2 separate regions of the Pan troglodytes genome follow, and region 1 is linked to region 2. Evidence: chromatin contacts called from public Hi-C data. All regions are on one chromosome and are shown on one strand. The core of a region is the stretch at or near the end of the contact, and the rest is flanking DNA. Distances in the headings are between cores, read along the strand shown.

Region 1 (6,879 bases), core at 2,444-4,943, 280 kb before region 2:
CCAAAACTTCAATACATGGACTGACAAGTATTTGCGTTCCATGGGAAGATCTCCCAGCAGCCAGTGCCTCGGATGAGCCCCACACCTCCTGCTTCCAGGACTGCAGGAGCAGGAAAAGCCCCACCCTGCCCTGGGACAGAGACATGAGCTCCTGATCAGCACCTGCCGGGAAGTGCCCTCTGCCATGCTCTCAAAAGCAATCGGCATCACACGGCCCGTGAGGCACAGGCGTCCCAGCAAACCACAGGCACTGGGTTCCTCATGGCCACAGGGCTTCCAGCCAGGACAGCAGCTGCAGAGGCAGAGCCTAAAAGAACAGCTCTGGGCCCTGGGTTCAAATCCTAGCTCTACTGCTTACTAGCTCTGTGACCTTGTGCAGCGACACAACCTCTCCATGTCTCAGTCTCTGTAAACACAGATAATAAATGGTCCCAACAGGCTGCTGCAGAGATTCGAGGGGATAACGAATGGGAAGAACTCGGTGCTTAGGAAACACCCAGGAGAGGCAGGGATAGCTGTCTCTCTCTGACATGCGGGGATAAGGCAACTGACAAACGTCAAGTGCGTGGACCATGCCCAGCATCCAGTGAGGGCCCAGAGAGGGTGCGGTCTCATCACCATGCCCAGCCCCAGCCGTCTCCTGGCTGACGGCAGCTCTGAGGATGCAGCTGTCTGGAAAGCCACCTAACTGTTCTAGGCCTCAGTTTCCCCACTTGTAAAACAGGGTTAAGAACAGTGCCTGTCTCAGCAGGTGGCTGGGAAGACTACACAGGGAGAGGAAGGGTGAGCCCCAGCGTGGCCGCGGGCTCATCGTAAGCGCTTACTCGGTAGACGCTCTCCATGACGGTTGACGGTGCCAGGCCCGAGTTCCCAGCATTCATCAGATGATGCCTAAGCACGCTCTATGCTCAGTCTGGAGAAACCAAGGGCAGAAGTCCTGCCTGCCCTCGTGGGGCTACCACTCTGTACAAGCACAGCAGGTCAGGAGTGGAGCAGCAGCTGGAAGCAGAGAGGGAGCCAGGCCATCAGGGGCATGGCTGGACGCTGTGTTTTGTTTTTGTAGAAACAGGGTCTCACTCTGTCATCCAGGCTGGAGAGCAGTGATGTGATCTCAACTCACTGCAGCCTCAACCTTCCTGGGCTCAGGTGATCCTGCTGCCTCAGCCTCCCAAGAAGCTGAGACTACAGGCACAGGCCACCACGCCTGGCTAATTTTTGTAGTGACAAAGTTTCATCATGTTGCCCAGGCTGGCCTCAAACTCCTGAGCTCTAGTGACCTGTCCATCTTAGCTTCCCAAAGTGCTGGGATTCCAACATTTTTATGTAGAGCCTAGAAGAGGAGAGGGCAGGGCCCTGTGGATATCTGGGGAAAGCCAGTGCAAAGGCCCAAGGCAGGAATGCACCCAGCAAGTCCGAGAAGCAGCAGAAAAGCCAATGTAGCCAGAGGGAGAGTTGAGAAAGAGACGTAGGAGGTGAGGTCCCCGAGCCGCGCTAGGCAGAGACAGGGACTCGTGCGGACGTGCCTTTGGCTCTGGGCGAAACAGGAGATCTGGAGGGCTCTGAGCAGGCAGTACTGTGCCCTGACTCCACATCTCCCTGGCTACTGCTGGAGAACAAACCAGGCAGCAGGGACCAGCAGGGTGACCTGCCAGGAGGGTGCTGCAGTGATCAGGTGATCGGGTGATCGGGAGAGCAGCACCATTGGACCCAAAGTGGGGGTGGGCCTGGGGGTTGTGCTCAGATCTGGACTTCCTGGAAGGTAGAGCAGTGGGATCTGCTCCCAGAGCCTCATGAGTGTGGGAGGGAGAGAGGCCGACAGAGGCTCCAGGCTTTGAGCCTGAGCACCGGGGGGGCTGCAGAGACCATTTACTGAGGGGAGGGAGGCTGGGAGAAGCAAGCCTGGGGCAAGGACAGGAGTGTCGTTTTTTTGCACATCAAGGCCAAGCAGGCCAAGTAGGCATCCAGATGGGCTGGCCAAGAGGCCCCAGCCAGAGACAGAACCTTGGGACTTCCAGCCACAGACTGGAAGGCACCACCAGGGGAGTGTGGATGCGGGGGTCCCCTGCCCCACCTAGGGCCCCAGCAAAGCCCTTCTAGGCACTGGGACTGTTCTCACCCCCACGCCCTGGGGCTGCCTGGAACTCAGAGACCCCCTCCTAAGCCTAGAATTTCTGGATCACCATCCTGGGGACCAGCCTCCCAGAGGCTTCTCCAAGCCAATGTGTCAAAACTGTCCCTCCAGCAGCCCCAGATCCGGAGAAGGAGCAAGGAGGGGCAAGTGTTCAAAGCACAGGTTCAAGGCATAGTCACAGCCCAGACCTACCATCTGCCTCCCCAGGTGGCCTCAAGCAAGTGTTCAATCTTTCTGTACCTCAGTTTCCTTATCTATGCAACTGGGATAATAAAAATAACAACAGCAGCTGGGCGCAGTGGCTCACGTCTGTAATCCCAGCACTTTGTGAGGCCGACGTGGGCAGATCACTTGAAGTCAGGAGTTCGAGATCAGACTGGCCAACACGGTGAAACCCCATCTCTACTAAAAATACAAAAAAATTAGCCAGGTGTGGTTGTACACGCCTGTAATCCCAGCTGCTCGGGAAGCTGAGGCAGGAGAATCGCTTGAACCTGGGAGGCAGACGTTGCAGTGAGCCGGGATCGCACCATTGTACTCTAGCCTGGGTGACAGAGTGAGACTCTGTCTCAGAAAAAAAAAAACAAGACAAGAACAGCTACCTCTCCGGGGTGTTGTGAGGATTCCATGAGCTAAACTTTAGCTCCTGAAGCATTCTGGAGCTTTGCAGAATGCCAAGTGCTGACCAAATGGCAGCAAAATAATTCCACGATTCTGAGTGACAGCATCACCCTCTGGCCTCCCAAGCCCCTCCTTCATCTTTCCTCCCCATCTTGGGGACTTTTCCTTCCCTGTGTCCATGCTCTCCTGCCAGGGACCCTCACTGTCTCTCTCTGGAAGGGTGCAACAGGAACTTGGGACTTGGCCCTCACCCCTGCCCCAGGCTCTCAGGCTCAGGCCCACCCTCCCCACAGCCACCAGAGGGTGCTCTCTGAACGTGACTGAGCTGCACCGGAGCCTCGGGTCCAAAGAATCAATCTACCCCTAGCCCAGCCAGCGAGCCCCTCCTAAACCAGGCGCTGCCAGCAAACCCACACCTGAACCTGTACCACACCACATCCCCCACATCCACGTCCAACCATCCGCACTTACTGTGGCTTGGTTCATTCTACATATGCACACACACACATGCATACGCAGATACACACACACACACGCACACACACACAGCTTCCACTCCTCCACTGAAACACACCCTGCCCACTGTTCCAGGCTGAATGCATGTGCCATGCTCTGCATGGCTGTCCCCCCCTCCCAAAATCCCTGTGTTGAAATCCTAACCCCCAAGGGAATGGTAGTAGAAGGTAGGGTCTTTGGGAGGTGACGAGAGAATGGGGACAGAGCCCTCACAAATGGGATTAGTGTCCTTATAAAAGGGCCTGAGAGAGCCACTCCTACCAAGCGAGGACACACAGGAAGTGATGTGACATCTATGAACCAGGAAACAAACGGGCCCTCAACAGACACAAAATCTGCCGGCGCCCTGATCCTGGACTTCCAGGCTCCGGGACTGTGAGAAATGCATTTCCATTGTTCACAAGCCAGCAGGCTGTGGTCTTAGTTCCGGCAGCCCAGGCTGACAGAGCCGGCAGCCACTTCCTGCATCTCAACAGTGTGGCTCAGAGCTCACAGCGCCTCCGCTGGTCCCTGGTCTCTGACGTGGCTTCCACTTGGCCTCTTGATAGAGTGGCATTATGCCCATGCCCATGGTGGGGACCTGCACCTCACACTCCCACTCTCCAAGCTGGGGCTGAGTCTTCCTCTTCTCTGCCTCCCTGGAGGCCACAGAAGGTATGCTGACTGAGCCCCATAGGGCAGAGGCTGCAGCTGCGGCACCAAGGCAGACGCCCTGTCCTCAGCACCCAAGGGCTGGCTTCCCCTCAACAGCCGACCTTCAGAGAAAATGTCCCCTCCCCAGGGCTGGGGATGGCTGAATGTCCTACAGCAGCTCTGAGGTTGACACTAGACACCGTGCCCCTTGTCCCCAGCTTTAGGGTCACAGGGCCCTCCCGAGCTGCACAATTTTGGGGCAGGTGGAGAGCTGCTCCCATTGTGGGCACAGTGGTACCAGGCCTGTGAGCTTCAAAGCCAGGAAGTGGCCAAGTCACAGAGAGCCACGGCACTTGCCATGGTGCCATGGCCACCAGGGTTGGTCAGGGCAGAGGTGGGACCTCCCCTCCATCTGCTGTCTGGCCTCTTATGTCTCAGCTGTTGGCCATCACAATAAACTCCACCCCACGGAGGCGGGGCATGCTTCTGATCAGGGCCAGGTTGGCGGGGGACTCGGCATGGCGGGGAGTGGTGGAGGGAGGGCCTGTCAGCTTGCTTGACGCTTCATCTCTGGTGGGTTCCTACACCTCCTGGCTGAGGCCAAAACCAAGCATAGCTCTGAGGGTCCGGTGCAGAACTACTTGGGCCACTTCTCCCACAGTTCCCAAGGCCCAGTGCACAAGGGGAGGGAAGGCTGCAGGCCTGGCTCCCCGGAGAACTCCTGTCCTGAACTCACACTGGTGCGGCTTCCAGGGCCCAGAGGTATGGGGCCCAGACCCTTACCCCGTTCTGGCTGTTGCAATGCCGGGTGCTGATGATGGCGCCTGCCTCCTCGATCATCTTCAGGATGGTCCCCCCGTGGACATTGCCGGCCACGTTGGCATCATCTGGCCGCATGATCCTAGGGCAGAGAAGAAGCAGGATGAGGCCTCTGGAGAGGATGCCATTTGTGCAACAGTGACAATCCAAGGAGGGGAGAAGGTCCCCAAAGGGCTCAATGGCTCCTGGAGGAAAGAGAACCTTCCCCATGTTTGGGCTCTTCCCAGGTGGTGTGTTCGTCAGGGTGGGGCACCACCTGCCAGGCCACGGAAGGGGCCCTGAGATGCTGTTTCCATGAGAGAGAAGGAGGGCAGAGGGGCACTTTCTCCCCCTGAAGCCACATGTCCCTGGACTGCCCTGGCAGGGAAGGGCTGATGGTGAAGACCTTTAAGCAAAGCCACAGGGCAGGGAGGTGGTGATCAGCCCTTGGGGTTCCCAGTGACCAACACACAGACTGTGACCCTAGGAGCAAATTCCCGGGACCACCACCACCCCCGTCAGGAGTCCCAGAGAAGCCAGGTAGCCACGGCTGTTCTGAGAACTAAACATGAGTCGCAGCTTCAAGACCCCAGGCCCTGTCAGCAGGTGAGCGCCTGCCCACTGCGCGCTAAGCTCCTCTGTGGGTCCCGGGGGCAGTGTGGAATCAGGCCCTGGATTGAAGGCAAGGAGCTCTCCCAGGTCAGAAGGAATGGAAACGCCACCTCACTTCCCCAAAGAGGAACAACTTCATCCTTGCCGTGAGCAGCCGGCAGTGTGGGAGCTCCACGAAATCTCTGGAATCCCAACAAGCCAGCTTGGCAGTCCTACCAGGGCAAGTTGCCTGGCACCTTCCCAGACAGCACCCAGCTGATGAAAGCCGCCTTCACAGGCCAAGGCCTGGAGACGAGTGACAGGCAGCGGGCACAGGTCCAGGGTCCAGCATCCACCTGCAGCTTGTGTAGCCTGCCCAGCCTTGCTGGCCCGTGTGGGGGCCCCAGGAGCAGCGTCTCCCCAGGTCTGCATCTCCTCTCTGCTTCTCTAGCAGCTCCAAGGCTGAGCAAGTCACTCTCCAAGAGCGTTCCTGGCTCTGGCTCTTACTTGCTAGGTAACCTGGGCAAGCTGTCAGAACCCTCACTCCTCCATGTGCTCATCTGTACAATGGGTAGAATGACAGCACTGCCTCGCCTAACTGTGGGAGATCACGCAGATCGCACACTCACTCCACAACAGCGCTGGCAGACACATGGTACACAGTAGATAGTCCACACGTTAACTAGGAGAATTTTTCCCTCTTCGGTAAGTATTTAGCCAACTTGGTTGGAAGCTCCAAGAAACCCACCATCTGGCCACAGGATGCCACTTCTAGAGCAAATGACCACAGATGTCCCCCAGCGACCCATAGCTGCCCATCCCCAGTGTCACCCCTCCACCCTGGGTGAGAGTCTATTATGCAAACCAGGGCCCACTTAGGCCAACTGGCTTCTGGCTCTGAGGTCAGGCAGGGCCCAAGGTTCCGCGGGAGGCTCAGGGACGGTTGCCTGTGGAGCGGCCGGCACGGCGTGACACAGTGGCCGGGGGATCCCCAGAGCACACAAGAAACCTCATTTGGCTTCTCAAGTGTTCATTTTTAAATACCTTTGTTTTTAAAAATTGAACTTACTCTATGAAAGGTTTTTGGGCTTTTTTTGTCTGAGTTATGAGGTAGCCAATTATAAGTCACAAAATGATTCTATCAGCCTCTTCCCTTTGTTTTCCACTTAGTAGGAAGGGCCTTCCCCGCACCAGCTGCAGCGGGCAGAGGGTCACTTTCCACACAGGCCTGTCCTGGGGGCACTAGCCAAGGCTGTGGGTGGGTGCGGAGAGCAGGGCCCAGCTCCTGGTTCTAGAGCAGTGAGGAAACATCAGCCCAGCATTTCCCAGGAGCAGCAGAGCCAGCCTCCAGAGCAGCCTGAATGACTGCTGCAGGCCTCACTTTGCCTGTGAAGTGGAGCCACACACAGCAGGCTGGCCCCCAGGAATGACACAAGGCCAGGGAGAGAAGACACGGGCCAAGGGCTGCAGAGCAGCGGAGGAAGTGCTTTCATGCGGTGGGCACTGAAGACAGGACAGATAAGTGGGTAGCCTTTAAGACAGAAGACCAGGGACAGTGCCTGAGGCCCCGAGGAAGAGCCTGGAGCCAC
Region 2 (7,133 bases), core at 1,157-3,656:
CCTTAAATCTCAGCTGGGATCCTGGACCTGGGAGGCCCCTGTGAGGGCCAGCTCTGGAAAAACCTGGGAGTTGATGCCGGAGGCTGTGGAAGAACTCTGCTCGAGGGCAGGGTGCCCCGGAACACTGGTAGTTCTGGGGCTGGGAGGGAGAGGGGCTCCGGCTTTCTCTGAAATGAACACTGCTCTTCAGCAGTTCAAGTACTTGTTCTCAAAACATTTTCTAATTGATTGGTAGGTTTTCATAAGCATTGTTTCTTTAAGGCATGGAAAGGGAAGAATGCTCAAGCAAGTCATGTTTGTTTTCAGCGGGATGGGCCCGCGTTCTCCCTGCTGGGGGCTTCCCCTTCATGTGGCACCTTTGTGCCAGGCCACCAGGCAGACTCTTCCCACCTTCTCCCACTGAAGCACCAAGGGGCTTGAACCGTAATTTGGCTAATCAGAGGCATTTTTTTTTGTCCTAGTATCTTTCACACTTGTCCAACCGTCTTATTTTTTAAAAGTTCTGTTGCTTGTATTAACACGAAACTAGAGAGAAATAGTTTCTGAAGCCAGTTTATTGTGAAGATCCCCAAGGGGGAGGTTCAGTAGAGAAAAATAGTAAGCCGGTTTAGAAACTGACGAGGGCAAACAGCCAGGACGCATTGGAGAGGAATTTGCCAAAGATCTACCCTGAGATAACGCCTGTCCAGTGTCTTCACCACATGAATAACCAGCGCTCCAAAGTGTTTTTCTGCTTTGAAAAAAAAAATTCCACAAGCTTTTAAAGGTGCATTTAAGAATCCATGTGACTTTAGAATGGAACTGCCGGCCCTGGCAACTGTCACGTGTGCTAGAAGGTTCGATGCCTCTGGAATGCATGTGATACTCATCTCCATTTTGTTTCCTTGATTGCATTTTTGTTCTTTTAGCAGATCTGTCCATGTGGGTGGTGTCTAAGAAGTCGGACACCTTGGTTTTTGTGTTAGATTGAGCTGGGCAGCTGCAATCAGCTTCTTTATATGCAAATTAGGCACGACCCATCTGGGGTTCCTGGTTGGTGGCTAATGAAGTGAGGGGAGGGAGGGATGTCACCCCAAAGGTAGGCCCTCCCATCGGCTTTGGCCAGGCCAGACACTTCACATCGTTTACATGGTTCTGTGTAATTTTAAAGTTTATGTGTATAAAGCGAAGCTGTTTCTGTGAAACTGTATATTTTGTAAATAAATATATTGCTACTTTGAGGTTCATGATTCAAGGTTCAGGCGATTGCGTTCTGTGCTGAAGGACAATTGTGTTTCTTTTCTCCTTGCTACCTCCCCAAAGCATGATTACATCAAGTCTCTGGGAAGGCAGCGTCTCAGTGTGCACTTAGCAGGATGGAAAATGCCCACGGTGTTACGGTACCTTGCTGGTGAATTCCTCAGAAACAAACCACAGGACGAGTAGATGTGAATGGTTTTTGCAGTTTCTTCATCAGATTGAGGATTAGCTCAAGCCCCAGTGAGTGGTTAGCCTACTTTTGATTTTTTTTTTGTTTTTGAGACTTGAGTTTTGTTCTTGTCACCTAGGCTGTGAAGTGCAGTGATGAGATTTTGGCTCATTGTAACTTCCACCTCCCGGGTTCAAGCAATTCTCCTGCTTCAGCCTTCTGAGTAGCTGGAATTACAGGTGCCCGCCACCATGCCCGGCTAATTTTTGTATTTTTAGTAGAGATGGGGTTTCACCATGTCGGTCAGGCTGGCCTTGAACTCCTGATCTCAGGTGATCCGCCTGCCTCGGCCTCCCAAAGTGCTGGGATTACAGGCGTGAGCCACTGCGCCTGGCTGATATTTTTTTTTTTTTCTTCTCACAAGATGACGCCTTCCTTATAGGCTGCTTTGAGAAAGCTGCAGCCTCCTCGGAGTTTCTGCAAGGCCTGAACTGGAATCTCCCTCCCCTTCAGTTGCCCTTTTTGCCTCTTCACGTTTGGGGGTTCCCTGTGACCAAACTTAAGGGCAGTGAGCTGTCTGGCCTCTGAACTGACACCACCAGTGGCCAACTAGTACCACCTCCAGTGACGTCAGAGGAGTCCAGACCTATTCACAATTCAAAGCCCTAAAAACACTGAGGGGTTGGCCGTTGGTTTCCAGTTGTCCAAGCCTGTGAGTGGCTATGCGTCCTGGTTGGGTGCTCAAAGCAAGGAGGTGAAAGGCGACCAGCATTGGCGAATGGGGTAAGACTTGCACAGGCCCAAGGCTAGGAGTTGGGGTTTCGGGCCTGAATTGGGGCCCGGAGCACCCCTTGACGTGGCGCCCCGGGTCCCGTCCGACCCTGGGGAGACGCGGGTGGCTGGGATGGCAGGATGAGCGCGCCCTGGAGGCGAGCCAGGCCCGTCACCACCTCCCAGCGGCCCCGCCCCTCCCGCAGGTCCCTCCCCTCCCCGCAGGCCCCGCCGCCGCCGCCGCCGCCGCCATCTTTGTTGGGGGCAGCCGGGCCTGGCTCGAGATGCCGAAGTCGTGCGCGGCCCGGCAGTGCTGCAACCGCTACAGCAGCCGCAGGAAGCAGCTCACCTTCCACCGGTAAGAGGCGGGGACCCGGGGGCGCGGGAGGCCCAGACCCGGGGCCCGCGGAGCGACTCCGAGGCCTTGGCGCGCCGGGCGGAACCGCCCGGGAGGCCCGAAGGCGTGCGGCCGCTGGGCCCGGGGACAGGCCGAGGTCCTGGGCCCAGAGGGGCTGGCGCCGCCGCGCCCGCCGCGGGGATGCGGGGAGTGGCGGACGGAGGGGCAGCGGCGCACCTGGCGGGGCCGGGGCCGGGACGTGCAGGGAGCGGAGCAGGTGTTTGCTGAACAGACTAGCGGGCCGCGGCCGGGGTTTGCTGTGTCCCTGGTCGCTGCAGCCCCCGCCGCGCGCGGTCCTGAAGGGAGCCCGGCACCTGGGCGGTGCAGTGGAGGAGTGGAACCCCCAGGGGCGTCCTGGCAGTGCGAAGGGACTTTGCAGGGTCGCGGGAGGATGCTGGAGACTTTGGAGTCTGCTCCTGCACTCGCCCGGCCCGGCCCGGCCCGGCCCAGGAGCAATCGTCCTTAGTCAAAGTTGCGCTTTCTCCAAGGTCCAGTCACGGCACCATTTCTCTACCCACTTTTGGGCACATTCCGAAGGGGGGCTTGTGCTCATCGTTCCCATTCCCTCTGCTCCTATTGTTCTGTTTTGTGATAAATGCTTTGCTTGAAGTATACGTAATGTACATGCAGAAAAATGCACGAATCATAAGTATACAGCCCAGCGAGTTTTCCCCAAGTGAACGTCACTGAACTGAAACGTTACCAGCTGGGCGCGGTGGCTCAAGCCTGTCATCCCAGCACTTTGGGAGGCCGAGGCGGGAGGATCGCTTGAGCCTGGGAGTTCGAGACCTGCCTGGGCAACAGAAGGAGACCCTACCTCTACAAATAATTTAAAAAAATTAGCCAGGCAAGGTGGTGTGCACTTGTAGTCCCAGCTGCTCGGGAGACTGAAGTAGGAGGATCGCTTGAACCCAGCTTCGAGGCTGCAGTGAGCTATAATCTTGCCACTGCACTCCAGCCTGGGTGACAGAGCGATACCTCATCTCAAAATAAGAAATAAAACATCACTACCCCCGAGAAGAACCCCTACCTGGACCCCCTCCCAGGCCCTCCTCCTCTCTCCTGCCCAAAGGGAACCCTATCCTGCCCACTATCAGAGTGGATTGCAGTTCATTCGCTTTCGTTGCCACATAATATTCCATTGAATGCAAGTGCCAGAATTTACTGATTTGTTCTACAATTGAAGGGCATTTGGGTGGCCCCATTTTTTGGATGAGAAATACATGGTTCTGGAGGCTGGGCGTGGTGGCTCACGCCTGTAATCCCAGCACTTTGGGAGGCCGAGCTGGGTGGATCACCTGAGGTCAGGAGTTGGAGACCAGCCTGACCAACATGGTGAAACCCCGTCTCTACTACAAATACAAAAATTACCCGGGCGTGGTAGCGCGCACCTGAAATCCCAGCTACTCAGGAGGCTAAGGCAGGAGAATCACTTGACCCTGGGAGGCAGAGCTTGCAGTGAACCGAGATCGCACCACTACACTCCATCTTGGGCAACAGAGCGAGACTCTGTCCCAAAAAACAAAACAAAACAAACATTGTTTTAGCCAGTTTTGGTGGGACTTGTGTTGCGGTGCATCTATCTGTTTTGCCTCCGTCAGGTATGTACTTGGGGATGGAGTTGCCGTGCCTTCTCTCTTGAAGTCGTTTCCTCCACTCCCACGAGAGCTCTGTCACATCACTAGTGAGCCTTGTGATGCTGATCGATTGCATAGCATTTCACACAACTGACCCCTGAGCCTGGGTCACTTTTCCCGCATGGCGTCTGGTACACTTCTTGGCCACAGGTGTCTCTTCTCAGTCTCCTTTGCTGGATCCTCCTTATTTCCAGCACTAAGTGTTGGAGCCCTGGGGTGTGGGCCATGGCCCAGGGGTGGCTTCTAGCCACACTTGCTCCCCAGGGGCCCATCTCACCCAGGCTTGTCGGTTCCGCAGGGTTGGCCTCCACACTGACATCTCCAGATGCGTGTGGCCGCCTGTCACCCCAGCACATGGAGAGCCTAAAAAGCACCTCAAATTTAACTCCTGACATAAAAAACAAACTTCTTTTTTTGGAGACAGACTCTCACTCTGTTGCCCAGGTGGAGTGCAGTGGCACAGTCTCAGCTCACTGCAGCCTCCGCCTCCCTGGTTCAGGTGATGCTTGTGCCTCAGCTTCCCAAGTAGCTGGGATCACAGGAGTGCGCCACCACGCTGGGCTAATTTTTGCATCTTTAGTAGAGATGGGGTTTCACCATGTTGGCCAGGCTGGTCTTGAACTCCTGAGTTGAGGCAGTCTGCCTGCCTTGGCCTCCCAAAGTGCTGGGATTACAGGCGTGAGCCACCATGCTCAGCTGCTACAAAACAAACTTCTGATCCCCTTAACCTGCCGTCCTGTAACTTAATTTTATCTCCAACATGAAACTCCTTCCTTCTCAATTTTACCATCTACAGGCAAACCTTACTGCATGGCTTTCAAAATACATCCAAATCTGCCCTCTCATTACCACTTCCTGCCAACGCCTGGTCCCACAGCAGCCAGGGTGGACCCAGGTTCCATCTCACCTCTGTCCAGAGCCTCCAGGGACTCCCCAACTGCTCAGGGCCCTGCGTCATGCAGTCCCCACTCCCTCTCGCTGTCTCAGCTGGACCTGCGTGAGTGGCCGTTCCTGCTGTCCCTTCTGAAGCCTGCGTTGCTTGTGCTGCCACTTCCTGCGGTCTGTGGTCAAACATCACCCCTTCAGCTGCCTCTCCTCACCACCCCAGGGCTTCCCTCTGTCTGTTCTCTGGAGCAGCTATCATCCCCAGAAGACACCGTCCACATCTGTGTGGCTCATCGCTGTGCCCCCGCTCCAGAATATCAGCTCTTGGGGGCCAGGACTGTCTCATTACCCCCCATCCCTAGCACGAAGAACAGGGCTCGGCTCCTGGTAGGCTCCTGGCAAATGTAGCATCGGAAGCAGCTCACTTGGGCTCTCTGGCCATGCTCGTGGTCTCGGGTTTCCTATTAAGAGTGCTTTAACAGCTGTGACAGAAGCTTCCAGAAATTAGATGTGATTTAACAAACCGAGAGGACTGAATGTCCACAGCTGTCCAGGGAAGTACTCTGTAGTGATGTGAAAATTCCGAATGACTCTGAGGCGCTGGGTCCAGCCTTGCTGGGCCTCACACCCCGTGCCTCTGCCCTTAGATTTCCGTTCAGCCGCCCGGAGCTGCTGAAGGAATGGGTGCTGAACATCGGCCGGGGCAACTTCAAGCCCAAGCAGCACACGGTCATCTGCTCCGAGCACTTCCGGCCAGAGTGCTTCAGCGCCTTTGGAAACCGCAAGAACCTAAAGCACAATGCCGTGCCCACGGTGTTCGCCTTTCAGGACCCCACACAGGTAGGAGGGCACCGCACCTTCCGTCTGGTCACATCCAGCCTGCGTTGTTTACCAGCAGCTGGGGGCAGTGGGGGTGGCGGCATGTGTGGGAAAAGCCAAGGCCAAGAACTCCAGTGACAACAGCACTGTCACGCCTCTGGGGTCCACAGCCCTGTGGCCCTGCTGGCCATGACCTCGGCTTTAAGAGAAGTCATAAATTAAAGGCACTTTAAAAATGAATTATTCTATGGCTGGGTGTGGTGGCTCACGTCTGTAATCCCAGCACTTTGGGAGGCAGAGGTGGGTGGATCACCTGAGGTCAGGAATTCGATACCAGCCCAGCCAACATGTTGAAACCCCATTTCTACTAAAAATACAAAAATCAGCTGGGTGTGTTGGTGGGCACCTGTAATCCCAGCTACTTGGGAGGCTGAAGCAGGAGAATCGCTTGAACCGGGAGGCAGAGGTTGCAGTGAGCCAAGCTTGCCTTGGTGGAGGTGGGATGTGTGGGCCTGGCTCAGGAGAGGGCTCACAAAGAGTTGGATGCTGAAGCCTTGAGATCGCATGATAGGCCACAGGGGCACCCACGTGGAGTGGGCAGGCAGGGCAGTGGCGGGACAAGCCACAGGCCAGCAGCTCCCTGCATTGGTGGATTTATGGGGAGAGGAAAGGGATCCGTGAGTGGAGAGTGGAGCCGATGGGAAGAACAAGGCGGCCACGTAGCAAACACGCCCAGAGCGGCCGCCTGGGAGCCCCTGCCCCATCTGTCCTCCCCAGCACCCTTCCCAGATAGCCTCATGCAGTCTGCCTCAACCTCTTCAGGTTGGCAGTCCCTTCCTTCAGGAAGCCCTTCTGGACCCTCAAACCCCCTCTTGCCTCCGACCCCTTCCTGCCCCTCAGTCTTCCTGGCCCCTCTGGCCCCTGCTGTCCTTCCTGTTTCCCTCATTGGTTTTGTCTTCTCCCCTGGAACAGAATCTCCATGAGGGCAGGGGCTGCTTTCCCTGCTTCAGGCCCCACACCCAGGACGCTGCCTGGCACAGCCCCGGTGCTCGGGGTATGTGTCCATAGATGAACACTTTAATCACCTTCACGTATTTGTGATAACGTTTGTCCTGGAAAGATGACACTTGAGCCACTGGGAGTGGGGACGTTTGTCACTGTAGCCCTCGGTGCTTCCAGTGCCTGGTTGGTGGGGAGAAGCTGGGTACGGCCTCTG

Evidence for each region. A called contact is a pair of places that touch in the nucleus more often than the background predicts.
Region 1: a contact with region 2 is called in a Hi-C map of stem cell-derived neural progenitor cells, with 3 times the contacts expected there. The contact joins the enhancer-like site here to the promoter of THAP3 in region 2. A contact is called at or near these places in 1 of 7 Hi-C or Micro-C datasets (stem cell-derived neural progenitor cells) and 1 of 1 datasets of contacts at active chromatin or transcription factors (stem cell-derived excitatory neurons).

The regions. Positions count from the first base shown.
Region 1 is chr1:225,649,430-225,656,308 of NHGRI_mPanTro3-v2.0_pri, reverse strand. ACOT7 (acyl-CoA thioesterase 7) reads right to left here. Exons shown (of 9, transcript XM_016953100.3): 2 at 4,685-4,802. Among named protein-coding and RNA genes, the nearest start is that of ACOT7, 46 kb to the right of the region's middle. Within about 2 kb of position 3,693, at least 8 of the 24 cell types and tissues checked have an H3K27ac peak or open chromatin away from gene starts, as enhancers often do. A contact at or near this core is called in stem cell-derived neural progenitor cells, where this site is marked.
Region 2 is chr1:225,368,083-225,375,215 of NHGRI_mPanTro3-v2.0_pri, reverse strand. It overlaps THAP3 (THAP domain containing 3), which reads left to right and starts at 2,406. Exons shown (of 5, transcript XM_063786980.1): 1 at 2,406-2,537; 2 at 5,746-5,938. The coding sequence starts at 2,464. PHF13 (PHD finger protein 13) reads left to right here. Exons shown (of 4, transcript XM_525170.8): 4 at 1-1,229.